2 separate regions of the Sus scrofa genome follow, and region 2 is linked to region 1. A link is a contact called in public Hi-C data. All regions are on one chromosome and are shown on one strand. The core of a region is the stretch at or near the end of the contact, and the rest is flanking DNA. Distances in the headings are between cores, read along the strand shown. Region 1 overlaps BABAM2 (BRCA1-A complex subunit BRE). Region 2 overlaps RBKS (ribokinase).

Region 1 (2,660 bases), core at 73-2,572:
ATTAGGATCCTTCCAATTAAGATTTTTCCATACAAGACATAATCTTTCAGTGCTCTGGTTTCGCTCATCTAATAAACAGACAATTCCTGATCAGCTACTATGCGGGTCACACAGACCTCGGGGATCACAGGGCCTCTGCCTCTAGGGTTGAACATAGGTTTATTTCCAGGACTACAGATTTGACTGCATAGAAACAATCTGGATAACAAGGTCTCCTCTGTCTTGAAATCCAAGTCTCTTTCTTCATGCTGTCCTTAGTGGGTCACCAGGATGTGGGCTGTTTCCATGATGACATGGCCTGATGTCCATAAATCTGACATAAAATCCGCCTTCAGAAAGTTCGCTTTTTTTTTTTTTTTTTTTTTTTTTTCATCTTAAGAACCAGGACACAAAAGAAACCAAGAGCTACGCTAATGATGTTGAACCCTACGGATGAAAAAGAAAGATGCAAAGAAGAAGAGTCAGAAGTAGAAATGAAATGATGTGCCAGACAGACGGTCCCAGGTACCATTCGCAGGAACTCACACATGGGTTTGCATTCTCTTTAGCAACAGGTTTTCCTCGTACATGAACTGGGCTAAAGGTAACTCCTATTCTACAGGAATACAATCAGGTTGCCAAAATGTGACCTCTGAGTCATAAAGAAGGAAGAAAACCGTTCTTTTCTAAATCCCACGACATAGTTCACCCACTCTGGATGACAAATTACAACAACTAAAGGGCTAATTATCTTTAAAAAGTGAAGAAATGTGCTTGATTTATCTCTGGGTTCCAAAGAGTGAAAACCCAAGGCAAAACCTGAAGGTATATCCGAGGTGAACAGTCTTAATGGATGCTCGTAACAGGAATTTAAAATTCCCGCCATCAAGGGAAAGAAACCTGGAGACCTGACTCTGAAGACTTAAGCACGATGTCCTTTGCAACAGGGGAAAAACTTCCACCGATGCATGTACCTGTGTTAGGGGAAAACCAGCCACGGTTCATAAATCATGTCAAAGATCACTGCAGTTTTTGCCCTAGACCAACCCAATGGCAAGGGTCGTTTCAAAGCGCACCCAGCACTTTCGGAACTTGCCGAAGTTTGAAGATTTTTGTTCTTTCAAAGGAAGACAGCAAGGATGAATAACAATGGTGTACTTCCTGGCCATAGGAAGAGGGAGACAGGAGCTCTCCAGCTGCGCTTCCTAGAGAAGTCTGCCAGCTGCCTTCTGCAAACTGAGATCAAAATTGCCAAGAATTTACAGGACAGCAGTTATGATAGATGACCTAAAATACTGATCTGTTGCAAAGAGGATGTAGTGCAAACCACACAGGAACCGACAGGAAATCAGCCCTTGGGCTGGCACTTACACATTTGAGAAGGCTAAGAATCCTGGACCTTTGACAGTCAAATTTCATCATCTTCCTCTGTAGCTAGAGTTACCCTTCAGAGGGAAACAGTCAGAAGGATCGTACATGAAGCTTGTCGGTGCCAACTCGAATTTAACAACACTGCCCCCTGCTTGAATGTGCTTTCCTCACGTGTCAAAAGTCCACCCAAGGTCCTAGACGGCACTTACTTGACCAAACATCACATGTTTGCTGGCACGCACCTTTTTTTTCTCAGCCGTGAGCCCACTGAATGCCATAAATGATTCACAGGCTGTGATGATGGTAAGAAGAAAAACTAATATTTGGAGTTCACCAAATAATGAGTCATACTCCTGGAAGAAAAGAAATCCTTGTAATTGGCAGCCCTATAAGGCGAAATTTTAAAAATTGTTTTTAACATTAATATTCATTCCATAAAAGTTGGCAAAAAGAAAGCAATGGGGAAGCATGTGATATCTGGTTTGCTTATGCCTTATAAAAGTCCAGTTCACGCTCCAAGAAAAAGAGTGAGTAGGATATCTTTTACCTATTCCTAGACTTGCCTTCTGGATTCACTGCTGCCAAGTCACTCATGCTCCCACACAACACTTTCCCTACTAATGCTGACCCTTAAAAATCAAAAGGGAGCTGTGCCTTCTTGGCACCCAAATGCCAAAATGGAATCTTTTAGTATTTCACCTTCATAAAGGGAATGTTTGAAAACAGGCCCCTTTGGCTGTGACATCAGTGAGTTACTGAGGCCTCCAAGGGCCGGAGGAAACGTTCCCAGCCCCTCGCCGTGCTGTCGTACTCCTACGGAGCAATCTGGCAATGGCCAGGGACCAAGTCTTTAAAGCTGTTTTATGGTATTTAACATATGGTCATAAATTGCTCAGTGCTCTAAAGAGGGGCTAAATTTGCCACCCCTATTGATGAGAAATGTTCTTATTTATTTAAATTTAGTGGCAAACTGGCACGTCTCCAGAGGGAGAGGTTTGGGCGTCAGTACAAAGGAAGAACTAACTAGAGATGGAGCTGGAACTTTTCGATACGCTGAAGGCAACCACATCAACGGAGGTTGACAGCACCGCTGTCCAACAGGGTTGGCCATACAGGACGACGATAATAGGAAAAGAGTCTAATTTCTAAGGCCCCAGGAGGAAGGGAAACATACATTTTATTCGGACCGTGTGAACATTTTTTTTTTTTTTAGTTCCTTTCTCTTTCTCTTCAAGGTAACTCTCTCCTCCCTTGTCCCTCTTGATCTTCCCCACAAGTGAGAGGTATCTGGTCTTCCTCTGAAACCTCGT
Region 2 (2,660 bases), core at 90-2,589, 130 kb after region 1:
AATCAATATGCTGAAAATGGAAAGACCAGAGTCATCCTGCAATACCACTTACAATCCTTTGGGGCAGGGAGACGCTGCCTTGAACATCTATTGTCCCACTTACTTTGATTTTGCATTTGACCCCCCCCCATTGATCCCTCTCTGTTCTTATCCATCTAAATGAAAGAAGGCTTTATCCCCATAAACCTCCTTCCAGATGGAAATGCATAATTCAAGAGAAATACTGATGTCAAAGACGAGAAGGCACACCAATTTGTGTCAGCAGTTGGTGTAAATTAAAGAGGAGTACAAGGAGAGTTTAATGTAATGTAGAATTGAAAATAAAATTAGAACCAATATTTAAGCCAGCCTCTACCTCTTTTTTTCCCCTACCGTGACATGAAGGATTGACTCCCCGCTTCAGTACCTAATGTGGTTCAGTTTTCTTTCCTGCTAGAATGTTTTTCCCCCATAAGATATTGCATGTTTATCTTTGGCATTCAAAATGAGCTCTTTGCATTTCTGCCATTCCAATCTCAACGGAAGAGTCAGGGTGGCAAGAGGCAAAGTTTTCCCCTCATCTTCCACAACCATCGGGTTTGCAGCATAGAAAGGACTCTGCGCTACCAGCCTGTTGAGTTGCGGCTGCCGCAAACAGCGATTAATTCTTGATATTGATTCTCTCTAATGTGGGTGTCATTTCCATGGTTTCTTTGGTTTTTCTGAAGCTGGAAAATAAAAGGTTGATAAGGAACGTCTCAGGCATGTAGGACTGTGTGAGGTTTTCCTAAACGCTTAAGAGAAGAATTCTTTAGCACGCATCCAGAGAGGTTAGTCCGGTCAAAATGCCATTACTCAGCAGCTTTCTGGCGCTCTGCGTTCAGACTTCCCTCAGAGCCGGTATTGTTCTTTACGGTTGCGCATTGTTTTTGGCCACTGGTGGAATGCCCTAGCTTGATTCCCCCACCTTAATCACTAGACGTGGATTTAAATGATTCACTCTTTCCAGAAATAAATTCCTTGGGATAGTCATTCTCAGGGTGTGGTCCTCGGAACCCACTAGAAACAGGAACCCACTAGAAACACGCACCGTGGGCCCGCCCCAGATTTCCTGGATCAGAACCTTTGGGGTCGGGGCCCAGAATCTGCATTTTCACAAGCCCTCCAGGCAATTCTGACGCACACTCTAGGTTGAGACTGACTTAGAAGATGACATATTGCCTCCGTTGAGGATATTCAAAGATGTGCTGCCGGGTTTTAAAGAACGACTTTCTTTTTGAGCCAAGTCGGTGTTCACGTGTGGCCTCCCTCCAGGGGGCTGCTGTCACAGAGACTGGCCTTCCACTGAGACAGCCCAGTACTGCCACCTAGCCAGCTGACCCTGAGCAAGTTCTCATACTCGCTTTCTCATCTGGAAAATGAAAGACCCGCTCTGCTTACCACACAAAACTGGAAGGAGATTCAAAGTGAATCACGTCTACAAATATGCTCTATAAACCAGAAAGTCCTATGAAAAGTGAAAGTGGTGTCATGCAGGCAGGATGCTGGTAGTCTGAGCTTTATGTCGGGGCCAAGAACTTAGGAAAGGCCTGGATTTATCATTCCCTTGGCCAGATCCACCTTATTGTCTATATAATGACTGATTCATCACCTTGGTGAATGTATCTAAAATCCTGCCATTCTGTTGCTGTGGCTGTGCTGCAGGCCAGCAGCTGTAGCTCCGATTAGACCCCTAGCCTGGGAACTTCCATATGCTGCAGGTGCAGCCCTAAAAAGCAAAAAAAAAAAAAAAAAAAAGAAAGAAAGAAAAGAAATGTATAAACATAAATATTTTAAAAAATGAAATAAAATCCTGCCATTTCAGCCCACCCATGTATTTGGTGTTCAGAAGACCACTGCCTGACTAGTGACCACTAGAGACTTGAAAAATAGATTCATTTTCAGACATGTTCTCTTCAATGGAAAGCTGAGTGATGGTCACAAAGGATGGACCGTGGGTGTGGGCACTACACTCTCATGCCCAGAACTTGTCTCACGCTGGCAGTGAAAGGGTCTGCACCTCCTCACTTCAGCCTTGTGCCAGGGAGTCATGACCTCAGGAAGGAAGCGAAGTGTCCATTGCCGCATAACTAGTCATTGCAGAGAGGACCAAAAAGAAAATCCCTCGAGCAAATCCGATCGATGGAAACCAAGATTTTAAAACAGACCAGTCAGTGTGTCTGTGCGTGAGAAGAATGTGGTTGGACTTTTCCCTTGGAGGTTAGGGTTAGCCTTTATAAACAACTTTGCCATAGGAATTCTTAAACACCAAGCTGCCGGTGCATGTATAATTTAACTTTAAAACTTTACAGACTGTTGAGGGAACATATCTGGGCAGGAAGGAAGCTAAATCTGTTGCCTTGGTGCTTATTGGGAATGCAGTGTTAGTACCACAGAACGGTTCCCACTGGGCCGACATCAACGTCACTTCTCACACAAAACGGCAGCTAAAACCCAGAGATTCGATATGAATCTCATGGGTAAATTGTGACTAAATTATTGGTTAATTATGGGAAAATAAGCTGTTGGTTAATTATGAAATTAGAATAGAAGGAGTTCCTGTCGTGGCTCAGCGGAAATGAATCTGACTGGCATCCATGAGGTCACAGGTTCAAACCCTGGCCTCGCTCAGTGGGTTAAGG

Evidence for each region. A called contact is a pair of places that touch in the nucleus more often than the background predicts.
Region 2: a Hi-C map of embryonic fibroblasts shows a contact between it and region 1, with 1.9 times the contacts expected there. A contact is called at or near these places in 3 of 47 Hi-C or Micro-C datasets (embryonic fibroblasts and mesenchymal stem cells).

Annotation. Positions count from the first base shown.
Region 1 is chr3:111,270,504-111,273,163 of Sscrofa11.1, forward strand. The region is part of intron 3 of BABAM2 (BRCA1-A complex subunit BRE); the gene reads right to left. Among named protein-coding and RNA genes, the nearest start is that of BABAM2, 57 kb to the right of the region's middle.
Region 2 is chr3:111,403,317-111,405,976 of Sscrofa11.1, forward strand. The region is part of intron 7 of RBKS (ribokinase); the gene reads left to right. Among named protein-coding and RNA genes, the nearest start is that of TRNAE-UUC, 9.4 kb to the right of the region's middle.